Regions from separate parts of the Sus scrofa genome. Here all the other regions are linked to region 2. Evidence: chromatin contacts called from public HiChIP or PLAC-seq data. All regions are on one chromosome and are shown on one strand. Each heading gives the region's core, a stretch centred on a gene start, on an enhancer-like site or on the middle of the called end of the contact. The rest is flanking DNA. Distances are from core to core; before and after follow the strand shown.

The links. HiChIP or PLAC-seq counts read pairs in DNA pulled down with a chosen protein or histone mark.
Region 1: an H3K27ac HiChIP or PLAC-seq map of skeletal muscle shows a contact between it and region 2. The contact joins two enhancer-like sites. A contact is called at or near these places in 1 of 47 Hi-C or Micro-C datasets (embryonic fibroblasts) and 2 of 2 datasets of contacts at active chromatin or transcription factors (alveolar macrophages and skeletal muscle).
Region 3: a contact with region 2 is called in an H3K27ac HiChIP or PLAC-seq map of skeletal muscle. The contact joins two enhancer-like sites.

What each region holds. Positions count from the first base shown.
Region 1 is chr15:120,050,195-120,053,248 of Sscrofa11.1, reverse strand. The region is part of intron 5 of TNS1 (tensin-1); the gene reads left to right. Among named protein-coding and RNA genes, the nearest start is that of TNS1, 92 kb to the left of the region's middle. Within about 2 kb of position 1,543, at least 38 of the 83 cell types and tissues checked have an H3K27ac peak or open chromatin away from gene starts, as enhancers often do. A contact at or near this core is called in skeletal muscle, where this site is marked.
Region 2 is chr15:120,179,008-120,181,991 of Sscrofa11.1, reverse strand. No RefSeq gene overlaps it. Among named protein-coding and RNA genes, the nearest start is that of RUFY4, 13 kb to the left of the region's middle. Within about 2 kb of position 1,476, at least 6 of the 83 cell types and tissues checked have an H3K27ac peak or open chromatin away from gene starts, as enhancers often do. A contact at or near this core is called in skeletal muscle, where this site is marked.
Region 3 is chr15:119,951,871-119,954,959 of Sscrofa11.1, reverse strand. TNS1 (tensin-1) reads left to right here. Exons shown (of 36, transcript XM_021075207.1): 36 at 2,017-3,089. The coding sequence ends at 2,161. Among named protein-coding and RNA genes, the nearest start is that of TNS1, 190 kb to the left of the region's middle. Within about 2 kb of position 1,724, at least 5 of the 83 cell types and tissues checked have an H3K27ac peak or open chromatin away from gene starts, as enhancers often do. A contact at or near this core is called in skeletal muscle, where this site is marked.

The sequences.
Region 1 (3,054 bases), core at 294-2,793, 130 kb after region 2:
CGCAGTCGTTGCTCCAAACCAACCCCACCCAGATCCTGGGGTTCCCGCTGTGCTGCAGGGTGGGGAAGAAGAGGGTGAAAAATGGAGCCGGGGGGTGGGGACATGGATCTTGAGCTGCTCTGGAGTGTCTGAGCAGTGGTCAGCAGCTCTCGCCTGCAGCGAGGACCAAGGCCAACAGAGTTCGCTGAATCTGCAGCAGGAAGGGTGAGGGTTAGATACCAGGAGGAACTGCCCGATAATAAGAGAAGTAAGACACTGTTTGGGGAAGGCTGTGGAATTTCCTTTCCCAGTGTCGTTTAAGCAGAGGAAAGACTGTGTGTTGGTGATGATGATAGGGCAGATTCTTGGTGCCTAGGGAGGTGGATCAAAAGTCCTATTATCCATCCCTGTCTGGGGAAGGATAGGGAAGTTCAAAGCTGAGTGTGTAAAGGGCTTTGAGAGCCCCAGTGAGGAAAGGAATGGGATTACAGGCAGCCAGAGAGCTTGCTTGCCTTGATGAAATAAACTCTTTCCAGTACTCTTTACAAAGCCCTCTGGTGGTTTTTCCCAGAGGCTCTAAATGGAGCAGAGAAATCACCCGAGACTCTGCTGTACCCATTGACAGATGGGTCAGTGAGACCAAGTGGCTGCTTCTCACCCTGGCTCCGTGGAGGAGCACCTGCCTTCACAGACCGTAGGGACCTTGCGCACGGCTGGTGCCACTCCATGTGCATGACGATGGGGAGCAGAGAGGCCCGTGTCCCTCTTGAAAAAGGCCCTCGGGATTAGGCAGCCGCAGGAGGCGCTGTCTCTCGCCTGGCGTGTGTGAGGTCACTGTATTTCTTGGAGCATCAGGTTGTGTTACTCATGCGCCCCCGCCCCCAGCCCCTTGGTGGTTCCCCGGTTCTCCCTGTGACTCTGCCACCAACCCTCGGACGTGTTACCTGTGCACGTCTGCTTTCTGCTAGCGAGTGTCACATGCCCCCAAACTTTGCAGAAAACAGGAAGCCCTGTCAGTTAGGGGGCGGCCCAATGATTCATCGGGAGATGACCGTCCAGCTGTTCATCTCCATCCTCCCCGCTGGGGTCACCGTCCAGGGCAGCTTCCTCCCCGGCCTCCCCTTCCCTGGCTGGCTCGGCAGAGCAGAGCCGGCTTGGACTTTGTCTTATCACCTCTGGAGGCAGTGTGGCCATGGCCAGACTCGGTTGGGGCCAAGTTTTTATTTATCTTCCTTGGCTTTTTTGGGGTGGGGAGGCGGAGGAATGTGGAGTGTTGTAACATTGAGGAGAGGGGTGGGGAAGCAGGAGCCGGCGCTCCCGCCCCGCGCATCCTTCTCGCCCCTGTGCCCGTGGAGGCTCCCCTAGGGTCCCATCGGCTCCCAGGTCCCCTTGCCAAGCCGGTCTCAATATCCCATTGTCTCCCTGCGGCTCCCTAAGCCTGGCCCCGTGGTCCTGGCCGCACCTCCAGCCTTGGCTCTGGTGGTGGCTTCCAGTTGTTCGAAGCAGCTGTGGTGGCCTCCTCCAAACATGGCTGTGGATCAAGCAGTCGCCGGAACCCGAGGGGCTATTTATAGCAGGGTGGCCCCGGGGCCTGGAGCAGGGCCTGGGGCCTGGGGAGTTTCAGTGGCTCCTCATCAGGGATCAGCAGAATGGAGACGGATGGAGTGTTGGGTTTCTGCGTCCCTCTGGGTGGGTCGTTTTGAAACAGCCTGGTTTGGGTCTTGAAAACCAAATACAGCTCAACCCCTCCTTACCGCCCCCTCCCTCGCACCTCCTCCACCCCCAAAGCCTGACTCATGCCAACCCAAGTCCTCAGGGCCAGGAGAGCTGTGGCGACAGAGAAACTTTCCGCCCCGACAGCCCCACTTGGCTGTTTCCTCCTGCTGCTTCGTCCAAGGCTGAGCTGTTCAGAGCTGGGTGGCCGCCCAGGCAGAGGGGACTCTGGCCACAGCCTTCTGACCAGAGGCTGGATGGAGAACCCTTTTCTGAGCAGGGCTGCCCTGACTTGGGGCTCAGTTGGGAGCTGGGCTGTACAGCCAACTCGCCCCCACCTCGTAGGTGCTTCCGGGCCTGGAGATGGCTGAAGGGAGCTTCTCTTCTCGGGGCTCCAGGGGCCCAGCCCGGAGCCTAGGGGTGAACTCTGCCAGGCATCAGGACTTGGGGGTGAGTCACTGTGGCTTCGGTTTCTCCTCTTCTTGGTGGACTGTGGTCCAGCCTCTTCCAAGATGTGGATGCAACTTGATGGTCAGGGAAGGCCGGTTTCGGGGAGTTTGTCTGAAGAGTGCCATTGAATTCAGAGGACTCTGGCTGGGCCTGGGAATGGACAGGTTGGGTGTCAGATTCTGCATTGAGTGAGGTGGCTGAAAAGGATCGGGGGTGGGGGGGCAGCTGTTGATGCAGGGCTTTGCTTTTCCATAGGAGTGAATGTTGTGTTTGTATCTTTCCCCTTTTAATTGTACTTGATGTAGTAACAGTAACAACATGTAAGCGCCTCATGTGCGTAATTCTTTTTTTTTTTTGCTTTTCTTTAGGGCCACAGGTGCGGCATATGGTAGTTCCCAGGCTAGGGGTCACATCGGAGCTGCGGCTGCTGGCCTACCCAACAGCCACAGCAATGTGGGATCTGAGCTGCATCTGCACCTTTACCACAGCTCATGGCAACGCTGTATCCTTAGCCCACTGAGCGAGACCAGGGATCGAACCTGTATCGTCATGGATACTGGTCAGATTTGTTTCTGCTGCGCCACGATGGGAACTCACGTATAATTCCTTGTACTCTTCACACAAGCTCATAAGGATCATCCCATCTTACTTACGATATTACAAAGGCTCAGAGCATTCAGTTAATCTCAAGGCTGCCCAGCAGGATGCTGTGGGACTCTGAACTGGATCTCGCGCTTTCATCATGTGCCATCAGGTTGCCCTGGGGTGTTTTGGGTACTAGCTTGGGTCCATTTGCCTACTTTTCTACAAGTCAGCAACCCTAGAGGTGGGAGCGGGTTAGGATAACAGACAAGGAGCAGTGAGTCCTCAGAAACATGATTTGCTGTCTAGCCCTGATCTCAGATGGTACAC
Region 2 (2,984 bases), core at 227-2,726:
GTGTGTATACACATACATTCTTTTTCTCACATTATCCTCCATCATTCCAGCCTCTTTTTAAAAAATATTTTAATTTTTAAATTTTTTTTGTCTTTTCTAGGGCCGCCCCGTGGCATATGGATGTTTCCAGGATAGGGGTCTAATTGGAGCTGTAGCCGCAGGCCTACACTAGAGCCACAGCAATGCCAGATCCCAGCTGCATCTGCGACCTACACCACAGCTCAGGGCAATGCCAGAACCTTAACCCACTGAGCAAGGCCAGGGATCGAACCCGCAACCTCATGGTTCCTAGTTGGATTCGTTAACCACTGAGCCGTGACAGGAACTCCCAGCCTCTTTCTTTCCCCTAAAGCAGGCAGGGATGGATGGCCTCTCTCTTACAGGGAAGGCGGTGTGGAGGAGTGGTTACACAGGTGGCCTTCTGGGTTAAACTAAATTCAGCTTTGGGCTTTGCCGCTTCAGGGCTGTGCATCACCGAGCCTACCATGTAACTTCTCTGTGCCTTGGTTCCCTCCGCCGCCCTTGAAAGCACTTTGAACCGTGTGGGGTCCATCGCTAGCGTTTAATAAAGAGTAGCTCCTGTTGCTCTCTTCATGGTTACGGAGTGATTGTATTCATTTGAGTCCTCTGAGAAATGAAATGGGATTAAATGTGTAAAGATTTTATTAGGGGAAATGCTGAGGGAGAGGAAGGAGCCGGTGAGGCTGGGAGAACCTTCAGGGGGCAATGCCAGTCTGACCCTGAGTGGAGGGGAGACAGAGGGAGTGAGAGTGGGACCTCCTAGAATGCTGTGCCCTCTAAGGAGAGTTCAGCATAGCCGAAAGGAAATCAAGAAGCGAGAGGTGACAAGTCTCACCCCCAGGAATGGCCTGAGAATCGCCTTGACACTGGTGGGGGCAGCCTGAGGGAGGCAGGGCCTTGGCAAGCCTAGTGAGGGATTTCAAAGCGTAGCTAGGCCCCTCTCCTGCTGCAGGAGGCACATTCTGGTGGCCGCCACAGGGCCTTGAGCCTCAGAGGAGGACAGGGCCTTTGGCCCTGGGGTGTGAGGTAGGTTGGGAAGGGTGGAGCCAGAGGTGACTGAAGGATCTGGAAGGATCCAGCAGCCTGGGTCTCAGGCTGTCCTGCTCCCTTCCAGGCCTGAGCCTGCTTGGCCTGGCTGCCTCGGGGCCTGGCTTCAGGCTGGGTCCTGGCTGTTGAGTTAATATCCTTTAGCTTAGTCATGTTCCTGGAGCAGAGGGCTGACTCCACCTGGGCTCTGACTGCTCTCCCTGCCCCCCTCCCCGCCTTCCCTTCCTACCTGAGGTACCTTGGCGCTGAGGGGGAAACTGAGGCACAGTGAGGGTTCTGGGCACAGGGGCCTTCAGGAATACTCATTGGACTGGCCTCCTTTTCCCCCTGGGCAGAGCCATCCACCTCAAAGTTCATTCTAGGCGAGGCTGGGCAGCTTGAAACTACCCCCGTGCTAACCTTGGGTGTCCTCTGGGACTGGCCGGGCTGGCCAGAGTGCGGGGCCGGGGTGCGGAGAGCCGAGCCAGGCTGCGACACCATTAGGGGAATGAAGTTGGAGCTGGAGCAAGTGCTTTTGGGCACTGAGCTGAGGCCATCTGTGGGCGGTCGGACCAGGCCCAGGCCGGCCAGACTGTCCCCACCCCCCACACTGCCCCCATCAGCTCCCCACCACTGCAGACTGCATTGAGATGCGTGAGCCACCCAGACGGCCTCTTGAACCCCAGCCACTCAATATGCTAAGCAGGGCTAATTTATTCCCTTGCTTCTTAATGGCGTTTCAGCAAAGCCAGCAGGGGCTGAGTATGTTGGAGGTAACTGGTGGGTGGGTGGGGGGGGGCGTTGCAGGATGGGGGAGGGAAGAACGGTTCTCTGTTTCTCCTGCAAGACCCCTGGGCTCCCTGTGTGACTCAACGCTGCCCCTCCTCAGGCATTTGGCGACTCTGGGACGGGTAACTGGGTGATGTCTAGCTTACTGCTTCTCAGCTGGGTGCCCTGGGCAAACTAAGAGTGTCTCTGAACCTCAGCTTCCTCATCTGTGAAATGGGCACAATAGATCCCACCTTGCCGGGCTGTGGTGAAGAGTCCGTATCACAGAACACACCAAGCTCTGTAGGACACAGTGGACAGGTGGCACTGGCTTCTTGTTGGCACCTCTTCCCCTCTTGTGTTGCTCTCCAGCCTGGACTCCGGAATCCCGAGAACTGAGGCTGGTCTGGGAGCTCTGCTCTGGGGCTCAGGGATTAGGGGTGAGGAGGGGTGGGGATAGATGAGCTTATAGCCCCATGCCAAGAAAAGGAGGGAGCGTTTGTGGTGGAAAAGTGTGGAACCAGAGGTCAGGCTGATCTGGTTGCAAGTCTAAGCTCTGCCACTGACCAGCCTCAGTTTCCTCATCTGGAAAATGGGGATGATAGCACCCACTTGAAGGGTTAGGGAGGGGAGTTGGCTGACATGTAAGGTTCCCAGCACATAGAGGGCCCTCAGTAAGCATCCGTTTCCTTCGCCCCTGCAGAGTCGCCTTTGAAGTCATCTGTTGACCTCTTCACTCACTGGCTTGGCCAAGGGCCTCACTTCTGATCCCCTCTCAGAATGAGGGACAGGGATGGGGAGAGCCCTGGGCTTGGGGTCTCTGACTTGGCAGACAGGTCAGAGGTCATTTAGCAGTAATGATCATAGATGCTCCTTTTTTTTTTTTTTTTTTGTCTTTTTGCCATTTCTTGGGCTGCTCCCTCAGCATATGGAGGTTCCCAGTCTAGGGGTTGAATCGGAGCTGTAGCCGCCGGCCTACACCAGAGCCACAGCAACGCAGGATCCGAGCCGTGTCTGCAACCTACACCACAGCCCATGGCAATGCCAGATCCTTAACCCACTGGGCAAGGCCAGGGATGGAACCCGCAACTTCATGGTTCCTTGTCAGATTCGTTAACCACTGAGCCACGATGGGAACTCCAATAATGATCATAGATGCTCTTAAAGAG
Region 3 (3,089 bases), core at 475-2,974, 230 kb after region 2:
ATTTTGTTTTCATGGGGACAGGGCCGTGGGGCCAACCCGACTGCAAGCTCCCTGAGGGCAGGACGGTGTCTGCTGTGTGGGAGGGGCTGATAAATATTTAATGAAGCGGCGTTCCTGTGGTGGCTCAGTGGGTTAAGACTCCGACTAGTATCCATGAGGATGCAGGTTTGATCCCTGGCCTCGCTCCGTGGGTTGAGGATCTGGCGTTGCCACAGCTGTGGTGTAGGCCGGCAGCTGCAGCTCCCCTAGCCTGGGAACTTCCCCATAAGCTGTGGGTGCGGCCCTAAAAAGAAAAATAAGATGTAATGAAGAAAGGAAAGGATGGAGGCAGGGAGGAGGAGAGCCAGGAGGAGGCCCAGTGAGGCCACCGTGGTCCAGACCAGTGGAACTGCCCAGGATCAGCACGGTGGACGCTGCCTCTGTGGGAGGAATGCAGCAGACCCGGCCTGGCCCGAGGTCACACAAAGAGTTAGTGGCCCAGCTGAAAGGAAGCCCCCGTGTCCAGTCATTTCAAAGCTTCCCTCTCTCCTGCCTCAGCCTCCTCCTGGGCTCGCAGGGTCATCAGGGTCTCGGAGTCCCTGTCACCAGCCGTGTTTGAAGGACTTCATCCTTCCTCACTTCTGGGCCCTGCAAGGGGGAGGTGCTTGGGGACAAAAGCAGGCTGGTCCCAGGCATGGAAACCCCTGGAGCAGCTTCAGGACTCGCCCTGGCGGAGGCCCAGGAGAGCTCAGGGCTGGACCAGGGTGGGGCCAGTGAGATGCCCCAAGGCCCCAGTTTAAGGAGGTGCCTGCTCTCGGGTGCTTGTGGGTGCTCCTCTCTGCCCTTGGATGCTGAGGGTCCACGCCCACATCCACATCCCAAGCAGTGCAGGGACTTGGGCTGCAGTTGAGTTGGTCCTGGGACCCACAGAACTGAAATACAAACATCAGGGGAGGGCAGGCGGCAGTGGGACGGTGTTTGGGCCTGAGAGGTTGGCTGGCCCTCCGTCCTGGCAGAACCGGAGTTGGCTCGCTGTCATGCTGGCAGCTCGGAGCCACGGTCTCCCTCCACTGCACCGAGGAGCCTGGACAGGGGGTTCTGGGGGTGGTCCCTGCCACTTGGGCAGACTGTAACCCCAGGCCTCTGAGATGCAGGTGGGGAGAGCAAAGCTGTAGGAAGCCCAGTGTGTGTGTGTGTGTGTGTGTGTGTGTGTATACACGTGTGCACGCACGTGGTGGTGAGCCAGACCCAACTTTGCTAATTTTAGCTGTTGTGGTCCAGTCCTGGGAGAGGGGTTTCCATCGGAATCTCCAGCTGTCCCGCTTTCCCCATCCCGCTCTAATTAGCAACGTGCCAGCTGGGAGGGGACCTGAGCTCACATTCTGTTCTCTGTGCTCATATTTTTAACTCTGTTTTGCACACAGAGCCTGCTCGGTCACCGCCGTCCTGGGGTGGGGAGTGGGGGTGGGGGGAACAGGTGTGGGGTCCCCATCCCCCTCCCTCTCTTGAGCCTAGAAGAAATGTGTGTGTGTGTGTGTGTGTGTGTGTGTGTGTGTGTGTGTGTGTGTGTCAGGGGAGGGTGGCCCCCTGTCCTTTGGTCTCCCTGACCCTCTCTGGTGTCCGAGGAGGCCAAGCTGTTTGACAGGCAGGTGGCATTTTATTCATGTGTTTATGTGCTGTGGGTAAGAACAGTAGGGTGGGGTGGGGCCTGGTCCAACCAGGAGACGCTGGTCTGGGAATGTTCCATTTTATTTTTGGTCTTATCCCCACCTCTCACTGTCCAGTCTTGTCATTGGCCTCCAGCACCTCCTCCCCCTGTCCCCCCAAAGGGCAATTTCTGCTGACTCTGAACAAGCAACGTGGCATCGCCAGGCACTGGTTTTCTTGTCCATGGAGGAGCGAGGATTGTCCCTTGATGCCCCGAGCTCAGGATGGTGGCGAAGATGGGGGAGAGACATGGGCTCAAAGATGAGCTTGCTCACCTGGGGTCCCTCCCACCCCCTCCTCACACCTGCCACCCCTCTTCTGCCCTTGCAGGCTCTTCGGCTTCGTGGCCCGGAAGCAGGGCAGCACCACGGACAACGCCTGCCACCTCTTTGCTGAGCTTGACCCCAACCAGCCGGCCTCTGCCATCGTCAACTTTGTCTCCAAGGTTATGCTGAGTGCCGGCCAGAAGAGATGAACCCCCACCCCTTGCCCGGGGCCAGGGCAGTGGGGTGGGGGCCTGTGGGGGAGGGGACCCATGAATCCCGACCATCCTCGAATCCAGAAGGAGGACTTTGGGCCAATTTTGGAGAAGGAGAGAAGAAAGTGTAACATGGGAGAGGGAAGTGAATTGAACGGGGAGGGGGGAAGAGAGAGAGGAAGGAAGGAAAAAATGGAGGAGAATAATTCAGATTCCCCAGGGAGATGGACACTGCAAAACCCCCAGAGCCTCCAGATCTAACCAGGTCCACCTACCTCCCCCTCCCCTCCTCCAAGAGGATGGAGCTCCTCGAGGGACACAGAAGCAACCCCCCTAGGAGAGCCACATTTGCGGGGGGGACAGAGAAGCTCCTTCTCCCTAACCCAACTTCCTGGCAAGGAGAAATCCCATCAAGAGAACCTCTTTCTGGCCACCTCTGGGGTAGATCACCAAACCCAAAAGAGCCGGCATGGGACATCCAGTGGCGGAACCTTTTGCTTTTGAAAGTATCTCACACTCGAGGCACCTAAGGCCCCTTTGCTCTGCCCCTTTGCTCTGCCGCTGATGCACACTTTGTGGGTGTGGGTGTGGCGTGTATATATGGCCACACCTACCTCCTCACCCACTGATTTCTCTTGGCCTCTCAGCTGGAATTAGAAACAGGTAAACTTGTCTGTGTCCCCTGTGTTTGCACTTGTGCACACTTGTCCAAAGAAGTTAGGGTTGGGGGTGACAGGGCAGCAGGGAGGGGGGATAAGCCCTGTGCCCCAGCAGCACCCAGGATTATGGGTAACGGACTGTCTCTTGGTCCCGGCACCTGCTTTAACAGCTTCGGGTGCCGCCACCCCCTTTTCCTCAATGGAGACCCTAGCGGGCGTGGGGCTGTCACGCTGCAGCGTGACCCCTGACCTGCCTCCACCAGGAG